Regions from separate parts of the Oncorhynchus mykiss genome. Here region 2 is linked to region 1. Evidence: chromatin contacts called from public Hi-C data. All regions are on one chromosome and are shown on one strand. The core of a region is the stretch at or near the end of the contact, and the rest is flanking DNA. Distances in the headings are between cores, read along the strand shown. Region 1 holds the start of lsm3 (snRNA-associated Sm-like protein LSm3). Region 2 overlaps LOC110528605 (glutamate receptor-interacting protein 2).

What was found. A called contact is a pair of places that touch in the nucleus more often than the background predicts.
Region 2: a contact with region 1 is called in a Hi-C map of liver, with 5 times the contacts expected there. The contact joins the enhancer-like site here to the promoter of lsm3 in region 1. A contact is called at or near these places in 2 of 3 Hi-C or Micro-C datasets (blood and liver).

What each region holds. Positions count from the first base shown.
Region 1 is chr7:81,429,217-81,433,713 of USDA_OmykA_1.1, reverse strand. It overlaps lsm3 (snRNA-associated Sm-like protein LSm3), which reads right to left and starts at 1,662. Exons shown (of 5, transcript XM_021610723.2): 1 at 1,644-1,662; 2 at 1,454-1,539; 3 at 480-590; 4 at 1-73. The coding sequence starts at 1,474. It overlaps LOC118965322 (a long non-coding RNA gene), which reads left to right and starts at 3,114. Exons shown (of 6, transcript XR_005052680.1): 1 at 3,114-3,334; 2 at 3,542-3,592; 3 at 3,725-3,809; 4 at 4,165-4,295.
Region 2 is chr7:81,704,145-81,708,699 of USDA_OmykA_1.1, reverse strand. LOC110528605 (glutamate receptor-interacting protein 2) reads left to right here. Exons shown (of 24, transcript XM_036984212.1): 18 at 2,387-2,526. Among protein-coding and RNA genes, the nearest start is that of LOC110528604, 88 kb to the left of the region's middle. Within about 2 kb of position 1,784, at least 1 of the 11 cell types and tissues checked has an H3K27ac peak or open chromatin away from gene starts, as enhancers often do. A contact at or near this core is called in liver, where this site is marked.

The DNA of each region.
Region 1 (4,497 bases), core at 413-2,912:
CCTCATCAATCTCTACTGTTGTCACCGTCTCCTCAACATCTCCCAAGATCATGTTCAAGTGCTGATCGTAGGCCTGGAACAAAGATAAAAACGCATTAGACTTATGCAGGCCTATAGTTCGGCGAGACAAGATGATAAAGCTCGCATTCAGGGTGACAGCTATACACAACATTATAAACTAGGTGATTCGGGCCCTGAATGCTGATTTGCTGACAGCCGTAAGGTCAAGGTATGACAAAACGTTTATTTTTAATGATCTAATTACATTGATAAGCATTTTGTAATAGCAATAAGGCACCTCAGGGTTTTGTGATATATTGCCAATATACCATGGCTAAGGGCTTAGCCATGGTATATTGGCCATATACCACATCCCCTTGTGCCGTATTGCTTAGACTACATCATTGTTCAAACATTCGGCAACATTACAAAAGCAACCAAGATGATCACCACGGTCATACAACTAACTAACTACCTACGTTCAATCTGCCCCTGAGTTCTCGGTCGTTTCTCATCTTAACATATATCCTTTCATCCAAACTGAGCCTGATCAGATCCAGGGGCTCCTCCACTGTGTTGGTGGTCGTTTGCTGCAACACAAACCAAAATGGGTTAGGAAGTTGTTCACACTAGATATCGTTTTCATGCTAAAATGGTTGTCAATAAGTAGCCTAACTTGTGTTAGAATCACATTTCAAGCATAGACTATAGATATGAATACATTTAAAGTTACAAGACCTCTCTGTGTGTCTACTTCGCGTAGAGCTCTGGTCCAGGGCGTTAGTGCGCTGGTCTACATCTATTCAAACCCATTACCATTGCCTGGGGACCAGACGTTGAATTTCTAAATTCACCGCCTGGAACATGACAGTGTTTGATTATGGAAATGTCTCTCTAAGGTCCTCTACAAGCCGGAATGTTTAAAACCTACTATTTACACGTACTCTGCCTATTGTCCATGGTGTTAATCCTTCAACTACTCGACATTTTCTATAAAATATCTACAGTATCCAGTCTCGTTTACCCGAATTGTTATAGCACGTGCCTTTGTTCATGAGCAAAACATTTGCCATAATCTTAGACCCGCGTTTTGAAGTTGGGTTATCAACAGCGTTACTTTCCGATGGATATGTTATCTCAAAATTCGACCAACACCACGGCCAATCGGCAGAGTAAGTTTCAATATAATTGTATTCAACATTAGTGTCTGGTTAGCGACTTGACTAATATACAAGCTAGCTTGTTTGCTACGATTGATAGCGATGGCTGCTAATCACCATGCTAGCTAGCCTCTCTTGCCAATTAAAACCCACACCCATGTTTTTGCAATGATGCTGTTGGCGTAATCTACTGATACAAACCGGTGTACAAGTCTATTTCCCTACTCGAGTCTAAATAAATAAATGTTTTGCACAGAGAAAGATTGATCATAAAACGTTTAGCTAACGCCAACCTGTTCAACTTCATCCGCCATTTTTGAACAGTTTCCCAGAATTCCTTGTGGTGAAAGGGTATGTTCGATTTGTTCACAGAAGTAAACTGTTAAGCAAGTAGATTTACATGAGATGCACAGTACCAGCGCTGCGTACATTCAGTATCCTTCAAATGTTGATTTCATTCATGGCGATTAATAATTTACCTACCTCAGCTCGACCCTGATAAACAATAAATAGCAGTCAATCAATGCAAAAGCGCCCCGCAAAACCACGCAGATGGGTGCGTTCCAGGGTGTATCCGATTTGAGAGGTCGAAAGTTTATTGAACGTGCGATTTTCCCATCCTTTCATGTTATTAATAGCCTACTTTAGGTTTTGCCTTTAGTGTTATAGCCTGGTTGAGATATGTCGCGCATGTCCATATGATTTGTGTCATTAGGTGGGTTTTCATGATTTCACACGTGAGTGAAACCGAGATGCGATTTTTCCCGCATGTCCTCGCCACGCGGGAGAGAATCCAGGGATGAGTCATGCAACCGCAGTAGACTTACACACCTCATCATCCTTCTCACCGATACCATCATCACACTGTGATGCTGATCATTTAAGCAGGAGGACAAGAGTGTCTGGGAATTATATATGTTTTTATGTTATTTATTTTATGTTTGTGTGGTAGGCTATCCGAGGTGAATGAGTTCTCCGGTTGCGGTTCTTGCGGTGTGCTTCTCCCGGTGTCTTGTAGTGTTTGAATGTTAAATGACGAGACAGAGGCGTTGATCACTGTGCCATCTTACACCCATAGCAGTATGTGTCTCAGAAATGCTCCGTATGTAACATCTTGATCTGTTTTATTCTAGAATGTTCTGGGGCCATATTGTACCAATGTCAGCATGTAAACTGTCCATTTTATATGAATTTGAAAGGGAGAACTCTCACATCAGAATGACATCTTGACTGTAAATTGTATCGATTTTTTTATATTTATTTTTAATTTTTAGATTTCATGTTTTTCATTGATCAACACGAATCCTCATGTAGCTATTGTATAGTTATAGACTTTTCAATATTTACATAGGGAGTTCCTTTTATGTAGCCAGGTAGGCTAAATGGCAATCATTAATAAAGGTTTCTAGCAGCAAAGCAGGTTTTGTGAAAGTAGGTTTTAAAGCAGTTTATATACAGTATGTAAATGCACCAAAGGAATGTAGGGCTAAGCAACTAAATAGTCTCTTGAGATGTAAAGTGTATTGTAATGTAAAATGTGATGTTGTACATGTAAAGTGTATTGTAATGTAAAGTCTATTGTAAATGTAAAGTGTGATGTTGTAAATGTAAAGTGTAATGTAAAGTGTGATGTTGTAAATGTAAAGTGGAATGTAATGTAAAGTGCATGGCAATGTGTATTGTAATGTGTTGTAAAGTGTAGGGTGTTGTGATTTAAAGTGTATTGTAATGTAAAGTATATTGTAATGTAAAGTGTATGGTATTGTAATGCAATGTAATGTAAAGTGTACTGTAATGTAAAGTGTATTGTAATGTAAAGTGTATTGTAATGTAAAGTGTACTGTAATGTAAAGTGTATTGTAATGTAAAGTGTACTGTAATGTAAAGTGTATTGTAATGTAAAGTGTATGGTATTGTAATGTAAAGTGTATTGTAATGTAAAGTGTATTGTAATGTAAAGTGTATTGTAATGTAAAGTGTATTGTAATGTAAAGTGTATTGTAATCTAAAGTATATTGTAATGTAAAGTCTATTGTAATGTAGTGTTTTGTTATTTCAGGTGTCCTGGCCCAGGAGAACATAGTGGGAGACCCTCATGCTCAGGGATCCTCCTACATCGCTGCTTCCTATGTAAAGTACCTGGAGAGTGCTGGAGCCAGGGTTGTCCCCATAAGGTATGTGTGACTGACGTGCTTTGAACCGGGGCCTCTTGAATGCCAGTGCATTATCCCGGATAAGCCAAAGCCTAGTGATTTGCTAGGAAATAAGGCACAATGAAAGGCTTTGTAATCCACCTCCCAGTTTTTTCTCAGTGTGTGTTGAGTGTCAAAGTATGTTAGCTGATTGTAATAATTTACTTCCTTCATTCCTTCCTCTGATAGAATAAACAGAATCGATGAAGAGTATGAGAAGATATTTAACTCAATAAACGGGTGAGTGAAATTATTGTTCACTTATTTATATAACTGTAATCAGATACCTTCGTGGGAATAATTCAAATGTGAAGGACTATAGGCTATTTGATTGGTTGATTGATTCATTGATTCATTGATTGGTTGTTGTAGGCTGCTGCTACCAGGTGGGGGTGTAGATCTGCAGACTTCCCAGTTCAGTCGTCTGTCAAAGATTTTCTGTGATCTGGCTATCAAGGTATTCCATACCCACCAAAATTATATTTGTTTTTTTATCCTTCATTGACGATAAATGTATTGAATAACTATAAAATGTTTTCAAATAAATAATACATTGTTAAATGTCCAATATATGGTACCCACAGTTTATGACACTGACAGCGGGTTCCATTTTGCGCCCTACCTCTTCCCCTTGTCCCTAATGTTTCTATGTTTACAGATCTGAAGTGTCTGATTTAGGTATTAGCATTGTAGTTGTTCAGCTTCCACTATATTACTTCTACCTGTTGAGCAGCACCTGTTGAGCAGCACCTGTTGAGCAGCACCCGTTGAGCAGTACTCCTGTTGTTTCATGCTCGTGTTTTGTCTTCCAGACCAACTGATTACTTCCCCATATGGGGCATGTGCCAGGGCCTTCAGCAGATGACAGTACTGACCAGCAACAAGAACCTTCTGACTCCGACAGAGACCAAGGCTGTGGCCCTGCCTTTCACATTCACCCCAGGTCAGAGACAACACTGTGTTTCTGCATTCTGTATGTGTATAGGCCTGTGTTTGCCTATGAATATTGATATTCAGAGGTGTAAAATGCTTAAGTAAAAATACTTTAAAGTACTACTTAAGTCATTTTGGGGGTATCTGTACTTTACTATTCATATTTTTTGACTACTTTTACTTAATTCCTTAAGAAAATATTGTACTTTTTA
Region 2 (4,555 bases), core at 535-3,034, 270 kb before region 1:
CCCCCCTCTCTCTCTCTTAAACTCTCTCTCTTAACCTCCCCCACCTCTCTCACTCTCTCTCTCTTAACCTCTCAATCTTTCTTTCTCTTAACCTCTCTCTCTCTCACTCTCTTAACCTCTCTCTCTCTCACTCTCTTAACCTCTCTCTCTTTCTCTTAACCTCTCTCTCTCTCTTTCTCTTAACCTCTCTCTCTCTCTTTCTCTCTCTCTCTCTTAATCTCTCTCTCTCTCTCTCTTAACCTCTCTCTCTTTTAATCTTTCAATCTCTTTCTCTTAACCTCCCTCTCTCTCTCTCTCTCTCTCTCTCTCTCTCTTTTAATCTCTCTCTTAATCTCTCTTTTTCTTAACCTCTCTCTTTCTCTTAACCTCTCTCTCTCTTAATCTCTCTCTCTCTCTCTCTCTCTCTCTCTTAACCTCTCTCTCTCTTAATCTCTCTCTCTCTCTCTCTCTCTCTCTCTTAACCTCTCTCTCTTTTAATCTCTCAATCTCTTTCTCTTAACCTCCCTCTCTCTCTCTCCCTCTCTCTCTCTCTCTCTCTCTCTCTCTCTCTCTCTCTCTCTCTCTCTCTCTCTCAATCTCTCTCTCTCAATCTCTCTCGTAATCTCTCTTTTTCATAACCTCTCTCTCTCTAACTTCTCTCAATTCAATTCAATTCAAGCTCACCCCCTCTGTCCCCCCTATCTCCCACGCAGCCAGAGATCACAACCTCTCGTCTTTTAATAGATTGACAAGGATTTAACTTTTAACGCCCACCAACCACTGTGTGTGTGTGTGTGTGTGTGTGTGTGTGTGTGTGTGTGTGTGTGTGTGTGTGTGTGTGTGTGTGTGTGTGTGTGTGTGTGTCTGTGTGTCTGTGTGTCTGTGTGTGTGTGTGTGTGTGTGTGTCTGTCTGTCTGTGTGTGTCTGTGTCTGTTTCTGTGTGTGTGCATGCGTGCCTAAGACACATGGCCTATGTACTCCTCTAACATGTGAACTGAAGAAAGCCTTTCAGTCCATGAGAGACCATCTGATTCCCTTCTACACTACTCATAGCATTCTGTTCTCATACAGACCACCAGTCACAGACTTGGGTTCAAATAGTATTCAAAATGTATTAGTGTTTGCTTTAGCCTGCCTGGAGTGCCAGATGGGCGGGGTTTACAGTTTTGCCACAATTCTATTGGTTCCATTGCATCAGACAAGCTCAAACAAGCCCATATAAAAGTATTTGAAATTATTTCAAATACTATTTGAACCCAGGTCAACACCAGTCCCGTGCCGCTAGCTTATGTACATTTTGATCAACATGCATTTAAGTATATTTATATTATTTGTCCTGTTTTTTGGTGTAGACCTGGTTTCAAATAGTATTTTGAAATATTTCTTACTTCAGCCGCACTTGATTGAGCTTTTCTGGTGCAATGTAACCAATAGAATAGTCCCCAAACCGTCCTGAATCCAACACTCTAAATATTTGATAGAAAACAAATACTTCTTTAACCCAGGTCTGTCAACAGAGTGGAGGCTCTGTCGTATCGCCTCGTCAGAGATCACAGACAGACAGACAGACAGACAGACAGACAGACAGACAGACAGACAGACAGACAGACAGACAGACAGACAGACAGACAGACAGACATACAGACAGACAGACAGACAGACAGACAGACAGACAGACAGACAGACAGACAGACAGACAGACAGACAGACAGACAGACAGACAGACAGACAGACACTGGACAGACAGACAAAGGCTTATCATTGTTTGACCTCGATCATGATCACTGTTCCTGCAGACTCATTGGCACACGCTCACATCTTGACTCATATGTTAGTGTATATCTAACCAGATAAGGGAATCTGTTTTCATTTCTACCAGAGTGGGACTTTTGGGTCAACTTAACGGGCAAAGCTATTCTGCATGTTTACAGCTGTTATATAAACAACTAATGTTTTTTAAACATGATCTCTTTTAGTAAAGGGATTGTACCTATGAAAACAATTGATTACATTAAATCATTAGGTATGTTGGATGGGTTAAACAGGAGGCATGACAAATCATCATGATCCATCTTATAGGCACAATTATATTACAGTACTGCCATCAAATAAATCATCTCTAATTTACCATCTCCATAAAGTAGGGCCTGGAGTTTTCCCACCAAGTATTTCCTGACTAGAGATTTTCCTGGTCAGGTCACGTTATCATGAAAAACGACCTGGCTGGTCCCACTTAAGCTATTTGTCAACATTCCAGGACCCATAATAATTTATACTGATCTAGAATCAGGTTCCCTGCTTTCTATAGAATCTTATTCATCATGATCTAAAAGACATTATTATGATCCTGGATCAGCTTTCCTACTCTGAGACCCTGACACCATTTAACATGTCGTCTTCCCCGTAGGACCGGAGCCATCCATGTGGGAGATCGTATCCTGGCTATCAACAGTGTCAGTCTGAAGGGAAAGCCGCTCAGCGAGGCCATTCACCTGCTACAGATGGCCGGGGAGACGGTCACACTCAAGATCAAAAAACAGGTCGACAGTAAGTGTTCACAAAATCAATCAATCGAGTTCATTAATAAAAGCCGTTTTTTATAACAGCAGCTGTCACAAAGGGCTTTTACAGTAACCCAGCCTAGACCTCAAAGAGCAAGCAGGAAAGACTCCTCATCATCTTTTACAGTAACCCAGCCTAGACCTGAAAGAGCAAGCAGGAAAGACTCCTCATCATCTTTTACAGTAACCCAGCCTAGACCTGAAAGAGCAAGCAGGAAAGACTCCTCATCATCTTTTATAGTAACCCAGCCTAGACCTGAAAGAGCAAGCAGGAAAGACTCCTCATCATCTTTAAAAAGTAACCCAGCCTAGACCTCAAAGAGCAAGCAGGAAGAACTCCTCATCATATTTTACAGTAACCCAGCCTAGACCTGAAAGAGCAAGCAGGAAAGACTCCTCATCATCTTTTACAGTAACCCAGCCTAGACCTGAAAGAGCAAGCAGGAAAGACTCCTCATCATCTTTTATAGTAACCCAGCCTAGACCTGAAAGAGCAAGCAGGAAAGACTCCTCATCATCTTTTACAGTAACCCAGCCTAGACCTGAAAGAGCAAGCAGGAATGACTCCTCATCATCTTTTACAGTAACCCAGCCTAGACCTGAAAGAGCAAGCAGGAAAGACTCCTCATCATCTTTTACAGTAACCCAGCCTAGACCTCAAAGAGCAAGCAGGAAAGACTCCTCATCATCTTTTCCAGTAACCCAGCCTAGACCTCAAAGAGCAAGCAGGAAAGACTCCTCATCATATTTTACAGTAACCCAGCCTAGACCTGAAAGAGCAAGCAGGAAGAACTCCTCATCATCTTTTATAGTAACCCAGCCTAGACCTCAAAGAGCAAGCAGGAAAGACTCCTCATCATATTTTACAGTAACCCAGCCTAGACCTGAAAGAGCAAGCAGGAAGAACTCCTCATCATCTTTTATAGTAACCCAGCCTAGACCTCAAAGAGCAAGCAGGAAAGACTCCTCATCATCTTTAAAAAGTAACCCAGCCTAGACCTCAAAGAGCAAGCAGGAAAGACTCCTCATCATTGCTGATGATACAGGTATTACAGTAGAGGTGGCAAGGAAGGTAATGGTGGCAGGTAGCGTAGCCAGTAACCGAAAGATTGCTGGTTTGAATTACGTGAGCAAGGCACTTAACTCTAATTTACTCCAGGGGTGCTGTACTACTATGGTTGACCCTGTACAACAACACCTCTCATACTACTATGGTTGACCCTGTAAAACAACACATTACACTGCACCTATCATACTACTATGACGGACCCTGAACAACAACACCTATCATACTACCATGGTTGACCCTGTAAAACAACACCTATAATACTACTATGACTGACCCTGTACAACAACACCTATAATACTACTATGACGGACCCTGTACAACAACACATTTCACTGCACCTATCATGCTACTATGACGGACCCTGTACAACAACACATTACACTGCACCTATCATGCTACTATGACGGACCCTGTACAACAACACATTACATTGCACCTATCATACTACTATGACGGACCCTGAACAACAACACCTATCATACTACCATGGTTGACCCTGTACAACAACACCTATCATACTACTATGACGGACCCTGTACAACAACACATTACACTGCACCTATCATGCTACTATGACGGACCCTGTACAACAACACATTACATTGCACCTATCATACTACTATGGTTGACCCTGTACAACAACACCTATCATACTACTATGGTTGACCCTGTACAACAACACCTATCATACTACCATGCTTGACCCTGTACAACAACACCTATCATACTACTATGGTTGACCCTGTACAACAACACCTATCATACTACTATGGTTGACCCTGTACAACAACACCTATCATACTACTATGGTTGACCCTGTACAACAACACCTATCATACTACTATGGTTGACCCTGTACAACAACACCTATCATACTACTATGGTTGACCCTGTACAACAACACCTATCATACTACCATGGTTGACCCTGTACAACAACACCTATC